Regions from separate parts of the Mus musculus genome. Here region 1 is linked to region 2. Evidence: chromatin contacts called from public HiChIP or PLAC-seq data. All regions are on one chromosome and are shown on one strand. Each heading gives the region's core, a stretch centred on a gene start, on an enhancer-like site or on the middle of the called end of the contact. The rest is flanking DNA. Distances are from core to core; before and after follow the strand shown. Region 1 holds the start of N4bp2 (NEDD4 binding protein 2). Region 2 overlaps Rbm47 (RNA binding motif protein 47).

Region 1 (4,213 bases), core at 1,675-4,174, 380 kb before region 2:
GCTTTTTTACACAGATTTTGGGAACCTGAACTGTATTCTTCACACTGGCAACTCAGAGATGCCTCTCTTTACTGAGTTTTCAAAGTTAATTGGCTTCATCAGTCTTTTCTGATTTGGATGTCTGTGTATGCATGTTCGTCTACACTTGGGTGGGTGCATGCATGTCTGTGGCTAGAAGCTGACACAAGGCATCTCCATTCTTGCCACTTTACATATTAAGTCAGGACACCTCACTTGAAAACCCAGCTGGCCTAGCTAGCTGATTTTCAGGAGAGATCCTATCTCCACCCTCCATGTGTTCTGATTACAGGGAGGTACACACCACTTAGGGATCTGAAAGCTAGCCCTCACACTTTCATGGCAAACGATGCAGTGTGCATATCTGCAACCCTGAAAATCTTAAGTGTTAATACCTGCTTTTTATAGATGGACAATTGTAGGAAATTACATTTTCTTCACTGATCGAGCCCACTCACATTGAGTTTCTAACACGTGTTCACAGCTTATCACAGAATAGATACTATGAGTGTTACCTGAAAGATGTAACTGACTTTGGAGTACTGAAGCAACTCTGAGGGCACAGAACACCACTGTCTATGTGGTAAGGACACAATCCACTGAAACGTGTTTACTTTAGATAACAGCGGTAGCACCTACTATCCCATTTCCATGGGACTTGTTTGGCTTTTGTAGTCTGAGGCTTCACACACGAGACAAGAACAGTAAGTAGGGTGTTACTGAGCTACATTCCCAGACCTTATGAGAGATGAGATCTGAAGACAGGGGAACTAAAACAACTGATCTGCTATTATGTAACTAAGGAGAGAAGCAGATGGACTTTTTGATTTGCTATCCCTGTTTATCCCATCTTTAACATAGCACACTGCTTCTTTTGTACAAGTTTCTGAATTTGGCAGTGAGGAATACAAGGCTGAGCAGGAAACAACCTATCTTCCAGGAGTTGGTAATCCAGTAAGAGATCATACATCTGTAAAATCTAGAATTAAGCAGAGGGAAATAAAGGTGCCATACATTACTTTTTGTGGCAATGAAATCATACTTAGGCTCCAAATGCAAATATAAACAAACAGCTTTATAATTTATACAATAAATATGTTCCAAATGTTCTGAAAACATTTACAAATCTCTAGTTCCTTTAAGGGCCAGTTTTTTAACTAAAATTTGAGTAGTCACCTCATTATTAAAAGTATTAGCTGGTAGCATTTTGCCATTCTACATATTCATCTGGTATTTTAAATACTACTTTCACACAATTAATTATAACCAATTATACTCTAGTCAACTGGAAGACTGCAGAGGTGGAGTTGCACCCCTGAGAAGTAGCACCCCTGTCTGGAGACTCAGTAATTCAGACTCTTACATGTCTCCTTTGAAACTACAGGACCTAAGCTGGAGAGAGAATGAATGTGATAAACAATCCATTTATTCCAATGCTGTCTCCTCCTTTGAAAGATGTGTTGTACTTTTCCTATTGGCTTAGAATGTGAGCCAATAAGGAAAGAGGAGTCCTTGGAAGTATTCATAAAGCAAGCCTGGCATTGTGCACACTGGTAAAGATGGCTTTGTTCTTTACATCTGTGAGAATTTTATGGGTTTGATACTTTTCTTTTGACATAGTAAGCAAAAGTAATTCAGATTGGGTGGTGCTGTCCCTTGAAATATATTTTCTAATGTTTAAGAATTCCCCCCTTTTATTATTTGGACTTAAGATGTGATAAATCCTTAACAGATGTTCAAAAGAAATTCAAGAACTTAAATACAAGTTTTTATTATCACGTTGAACATATTTCAGATGAACAAAATTAATATAAATTTGCTAGGTTTGTTTGAAGTCTATAATTACTAAGTTTCTTTCATTTCAAAAGTGGCATATATTACAGTTATTAGGCTCCTAATAGCTGCTTAGAAACAGATTAATGTTAGGTTCTCAGCAGTAGCTACTTACGCTCGGGATTGTAGACTATTAAATTTCTTTTGTTTACCATATTTAGAATAAGCCTTAATAAAGATGTTTGTATAGTATATATTTTTAAACACTGAAACTCAAGAGATCTCTAAAAAGACAAAGAAAATAAAAAACACATCCATTCATATTCTTTTCTGTGTGGGAGATTTCATTAGAACATTTATTTGCTTAAGTACACTAGTTTCTTTGCTTAAATACACCAGTTTCTAGAAAAAACCCCACTAGACCATTTGCTCATTGAGTGTGAGAATGTTCAAGCCAGATCTAAAGGGATTTTTTTCACTTGTATTCTTTCCAAATCTACATTCAGTTTAAATAATTGCCATAACAATTGACAGATAATCTGTCTCTCTGATGTGGATGAATATCAAGAGGTTATTTTACTACGGGGGGGGGGGGCAGTGAAAAATACAAAGTAATTGCAAAGAGAGAGGAAAGTCCAGGAGAAAACAGACACAAAAACAAAAAGAACAAAACTAAAAACTCCGAAACGACCAGTAGCATCATTAATCAGAAGGCTAGAGAGAGACACACACTTTTGTACTCTGATCGTTTCATGTCAGGACAGAACAAATTAAGCAAGGAAGTCAGAGTCCAACAAGGAAAAACATGGAGCGGGCTTAGGGGACGGGCTAATCATCCAGGATCGTTAACAGGGAAAGGGAACACTGTTGCTTTTTCTTGGCACCTGAAAACTCCAGCTCCACACTGGCAAAGGCCGCAGCTCTTTTGGGCTCAGGCCAGCGGGTTCCGACCGCACGTTGGCGGCGCGGGCTGGATCCCGGCAGCCTCCGTCCCGGTTGCTGGGGCCGCGGGGCCCTTTGTTCCCGCGGGGCGCCGCCGCCCGTCCGCCCCGAGTGAGCGGGCCCCCGTGGGGGACAGCGCGGGGCCCATCGCCTCGCCCCGCCGACCTCGCAGCTGCAGTCCCGCCCGCCCCAGCTCCTAGTTCCTCCCTCGCTGCCCAGGGCCAGAACGACCTTGTTTTGCTTTTCGGGCTCGGGAGAGAGGTGAGGGTTAGACCCGGCCGCGGCTCACCGGGGCGCTTACACGGGCAGCAGTAGGGGGGGTCCCAGCGCCTGCCTTTCCCCGGAGCCCTCGGGGGACAGCGGCGGGCCGCAAGCTTCCGGGAGAGCCTCGGGGGGCCCCGCGGGTCCCGGGCTGCGCCTCCCGCCAGGCCCGGGACTCACTTCTCGTAACGGAGCCAGCGAGGCGCCAGCACCGGTGGGCTCGGGTCTCCGGGCCGGCGCCGTGGCGGGCGCGGGCCGACGCATCCTGGAGAGCCCGGGGTGGGTGGGTGGGGGGTGTGCGGAGCAGCAGAGGTCGCGGCCCCGGGGCGGGGGCGGAGATCCACCTGGCTACGTGGCAGCCATTGCGGCGGCCGCGAGACCCCTCCCCACGCGGCCGCCCACCCGCCCTCTCGCGGCGGGCTCCTGCGCGGCTGCTCTTCCCCGGTCGGACGGAGAGCGGCAGTGTGTCCTCGCTCCGCACGCTCGCTGCGTCTCCCCCACCCCCGCCCCGCGGACACAGCTGCTCGCCAGCCCCGCGCCGCGCCGCGCCGCGCCGGAGAGCGTAGTGGCTGGCGGCGGCGGGAAAGGGTTGCGGACCCGCGGCGCTTACTCGACGACACGGCCCGGGGGCTTCGACGCCCCGCTCCCGCAGCAGGTAAAGGCGGAGGTTGGCGAGGCGGGCGGCGGGACTCGGGGAGGAAAAGAGCGGGAGGGGATCCCGGGAGCGCGGAGTCCCAGAGGAGGAGGGCCCGAGGCGGGCGGCGAGCGAGAGACGCGGCAACCCCGGGCAGGCACGGGCCGGGCGGGCGGGCGGGCGGAAGGGGAGTGAGGCGTCGCGGGAGGCGGGCCCTGGCGCGGGGCCCGAGGCCGAGCGAAGGCGGGCGCCGCGGCAGCTTCCCCGGCAGCTCCTCCAGCGCCTGGCGGGCCTCCAGGCCCCGACACACCCCTCCCGCCCCCGGATTCTCCGGGTGCCTTCCCGCCCCGACTTGACCTCGCGCCCCTGCGAGCGCCCCGCCGTTTTCCCAGGCCGAGCCTTGTGGGAACTTGGGCCGCCTGCCCGGGCTGGTAGTGCCCGTAGAGCTGTTTATTTACTCACTTCCAAACCACACGCACGCACGCTCGCTCGCAAGCTCACTCCACACCGGCAGGCTGGCCTCCCTCCGGGCGGGTGCGCCCGCGACCCTCACCCCTTCCCATCCGTAACTTTCCCTCTCGCTCT
Region 2 (4,264 bases), core at 219-2,718:
ATTAAACCACAGAAAAAGTGATGAATATAGTTAACAAGAGTTAGTTGAGTGCAATTAACTGCAGGACATGCAATTCACAAAAGCAGCTCAGAAGGGAGGGCTAGGAGATTTACAGGCAGGCGAGCGGCAGGAAGCCTGCCGAAGAGGCGGCTTTGATTTGGAAACGGAGAAGTGCAGAAAGGATTGTGACATCGCAGCCCCATGGCTCTGCCTAGGACGTCATTTAGTCCTCGGGTTCTATGAAAGGCTGGTGAATGCAGAAAATAATGAGACCACAGAAAACATGGCAGCCTAAGAGTGGCCTCGCAGAAAACCCACGTTCAGTGAGAAGATGCAGCCCTGGTTGTGTTTTGATTACTACACATAAGGTATACACATACTCTTCATTTGGGGGTCATGTTTTGTGTTGTTTAAAAGCCTGGCTGTTTAACTCGTTCATTCAACAAATATTTGTGGATCACTGATGGGGTGGCTGAGGTTACCCCTAAGGTGTTTGGGACATCCCAATGAATGAAGTAGGCATTCCAGTCAGGGAGAGAGAGACTACATAAACTACACAAACAGCATGCTAAAAAAGTGATAAATGGAGGCTGGAAAAGGGCTGAGTGTTTAAGGATGTCTTCTCCTGCTATTGCAGAAATCCTAACTTTGGTCTCTAGCACCCACACCAGGCAGCTCCTAACCGCCTGTATCTCCAGCTCTTGGGGACACAGTACCTCTAGACTCTACAGGCATCTGCACTCATGTGCACAGACACCCACGCACATACCCATACATACATATGCATAGAATTAAAACTAAAATTCTGTCGCGGTATGAGGGAGAGTAGGGGAGGAAGAAGAGAGAGGGGAGAACCAACACGAAAGGCAGAAGTGTTATTTTAACTAGGGGGATATGGCCGGGCAAAGTGATAGGCTGAAAGTGAGGCAGAGACATTGCTGGAGCCTGGGAATTTGTGGCAAGCCTGAACACCACAGTGAGAATACATCTCAGAACCAGAGAGCCTGCCCAGTGTGCACAAAGCCCTGAGCTCAATCCCCAGCGCCATATAAAGATGTACTTAGTGGCACACACCTGTAATCCTCAAAGGCTGAGGTGTGATTGACAGATGGGGTGGAGGGTGTACGTGAGGAGGGAGAGGGCAATGCAGGAGCCAGGGGAGGAATTAACAGATTGGCTTCAGTCAAGGTGGGAGGAGCCTGTCTGTGGGATGTGTGAGATCAGAGGTCACACCTCTTCCCTTCAGGATCCAGGGGCTCCCGAAGGTTCCAACTGGCTCATTTCCTAAAAGGTTCATTAACACCAGCTGAGCCCGTGGGTTCTGTTGCTCACTGAAACATCGCCATAGATCCCCAGGTAGCTTCTGGAACTCACAGTGTGGAGCAAAGAGCAAAGCAGGGCCTTGGGCAAACCTGCTGCTTACACTGGTGGGGAGAGCTGGCTCAGACTGGTTTCTCTTTGCTCTGCCCACACGACTAGAGGTAGCTCTCAGGACTTCCCAGCAACCTGCCCTCCTTCCTCATCTCCCTTCTGATACTCAATACCACAGACCCACCAGAAAACCACACTGTACAAGGCTCCAGGGCAGGGAGAGTCACCTCACAGTGACCTTCCTCTTTGGGATAGTTTTCCCTTTGGTCAACCTGACTTTGAGAAAAATCTACCTTTCTCCTGTTAATCATCTAGAAAGCATTTCCTAGTCACAAGGAAATGTCCTTTTCTTCTTTTCTGAATTGTGTTCTGAGTGTACCACCGAAGTTCCGGTATGGTGTGGGGCTGGATGTGTGGAGGTTTAGCTGCCAGGCACTGGGTGCTAAACAAAACAAAACAAAAAACAAATAAAGCCTGGGTAAGTTAGATATTTGAAAGAATGCTACTGCAGAATGGGGTGGTAGGCACCTGAGCTCCACGTCAGCCCCCACCACCTCCCATCATGCCTTGGTTCTAGAGGCTCAGCTGCTACAGGTTCCTTCCTGCCTCAATTCACTAAAGCTTCATCCTATCGATTCTTTGACACACTTTGGTGAAATGCTTTTGGAAAAAATTGGAGGATAGTGTCTGAGTAAGACTATATATTTACATATAAGAAATGCCTATGAGATGCAGAAATCTTATTCTAGGTGGTGACGTCTTTAGAGGAAGAACCTGCTTTTTGTATTAGACCACTCAAAATACCTGAGGACTGTGTATGTTACACAAACACAAAAGCTTCCTGCTTCCAAGGAACCCACTCTATGTTCTGGGGAAAGAGCGTAAGTAAAAGCCAATGGTGGCCTGCCTACACCTTAACCCCAGACCCTGGAGGAAAGGTCAATCTGATCTATGGAGTAAGTTCAAGGCCACCCAGGGTTACATACTGATACCTTGTCCCAAGAGAAAAAAGGTAAGCTTCGATGCCACAGGCCAAGTCCTATAGTGAGTGTGATTACTTAATACTAGGCAATAAGGCCCAATACAAGTGTATCAGTGTAACATGTTACAGTTTTATATACCCACAACTTCTAATTCACATTAGTCATCTCCAGAATGGAGTCCAGTTTCAATGGTAAACTAGCAGATAACCACTCTTTTCTCCCACATATAATATGGACAACTATAATACCAAAACAAACAAAACACTTACACAAAACAAAAATAAACCAAAAAAAAATGGAGGAGGGGGAGGGAAGATGGCAGATACTGTAACAATTTCCTCCAAGATTGAAACATTCTATCCAATAGGAAGCGCCTGCTCTTTAAGCAACTCAAAATAGCTTCAGGGAAGTCCCTGAAACTGAGCAGATGCACCAGGCCCTGCCCTGATGCCCTGCCTGAAGAAGCAGTACAAACTCAGAGTCCCCTCAGACTGAAGGAGGCTGCGCTGCTGAGAAGGCTTTTTGAGATTGCACCAGATGCCTGGAAGAAAAGAAACCAGCCGAGGCGTCTGGGAGAGGTATAGGTCAACTGAAGCACCTGGAAAGGACAGTCTCCAACCGACTTGAGCTGCCTGCAGGCAATGCAGAGCATTCCAGGTTCTCAGCTTTGTGAGCTGTCTGTCACCCATGCTAGGCTGGACTTTAGTGATGCAGGTGTCTATGAGTCATTTCTGCTCCTGTCAGTGACCCCTCACACATATTCCTGTAAGTAATCCCATTAAGACTCATGGTTCACCAAGTTGGACTTTGGTGGTGTCTGTACTTTATAGTCTCTTAGGGGTTCCTATCTGGGGTGAAGAAAGGAGACATGTGTTGCATCTCATAGGAAGTTTAATCACACAACAACAGGGTCTACAGACATCAGCAATGGCCTTTCATTGAAAGTTGCATGTAACATTAGGAAGAATCATGGATCCATCTAGAAAAGACCACAAAAGACAGTTCTCTCTTGGAGTAGGGTTCTTTGGTGACAACAATCCAAAGTTAGGGGCCAGGCCCAGTAGTGTAGGCCTATGTTTTCAGTTCCTCATGAGTGGCTCTTAAGTTCAAGGCCCCTTGGTTTTTATCATCTAGATAATCCCAAATCGAATCAGTAACCAAGGACTTCTTCCCTGCGTAGGTCTAAAGGTCTAAAGCAGTAGAATATGTAGAGGAATTGCTTACAAATATTAGCTGGTAGGCATAACACGGAAAGACACCAATAGGCATGGGATCCTCTGTCAATGCAGTCCCAGTGCCCCATTGAGTTTTCTGGGGTTACCAGATCCTCCTACTTGTGGATACACAAAGATAACTTTGTCTCCAGAAGTTGGGCCTACCCTTGGCAAAGCCTTGCTGTCCTAAGAACCATGTCATTACTTTTGAAAATAAAGAACAACAAAAAGAAATATTATTTTAGCAGGAATCCAGCTGACCCAAGGGAAGTACTTAAAAAAAAAAAAGACAAGCGTGGTGGTACATGCCTTTAATCTCAGCACTTGGGAGGCAGAGGCAGGTGGATTTCTGAGTTTGAGGCCAACCTGGTCTACAAAGGGAGTTCCAGGACAGCCAGGGCTTTACAGAGAAACCCTATCTCGAAAAACAAAAAACAAACAAAAAAACAAAAAACAAAAAAAAAACAAAAAAAACAAACAAACAAACAAACAAAACTAAGAAAAAGAGTCTTGCCTGGTGCCTGGTGTGGTGGTGGCACACACTTGTAATCCCCACACTTGACAGATTGATCCCTGCTCGTTCAAGGCTAGTCTGATATCTATGGCAATTTCAAGCTAGCTAGGGCTACAAATCTCTGTCTTTAAAAAAAAAATCTGTTTCACCACTTAAGGTTATTTTGTTCTGTTTTGGTTTCA

What was found. HiChIP or PLAC-seq counts read pairs in DNA pulled down with a chosen protein or histone mark.
Region 1: an H3K4me3 HiChIP or PLAC-seq map of embryonic stem cells shows a contact between it and region 2, with 9 read pairs. The contact joins the promoter of N4bp2 here to the enhancer-like site in region 2. A contact is called at or near these places in 3 of 39 promoter capture datasets (the C10 cell line, hippocampal neurons and pre-B cells) and 2 of 115 datasets of contacts at active chromatin or transcription factors (both in embryonic stem cells).

The regions. Positions count from the first base shown.
Region 1 is chr5:65,760,597-65,764,809 of GRCm38.p6, forward strand. It overlaps N4bp2 (NEDD4 binding protein 2), which reads left to right and starts at 2,925. Exons shown (of 20, transcript NM_001024917.1): 1 at 2,925-2,994.
Region 2 is chr5:66,138,618-66,142,881 of GRCm38.p6, forward strand. All of the region lies in intron 2 of Rbm47 (RNA binding motif protein 47), which reads right to left. Among named protein-coding and RNA genes, the nearest start is that of Gm26725, 10 kb to the right of the region's middle. Within about 2 kb of position 1,469, at least 72 of the 459 cell types and tissues checked have an H3K27ac peak or open chromatin away from gene starts, as enhancers often do. A contact at or near this core is called in embryonic stem cells, where this site is marked.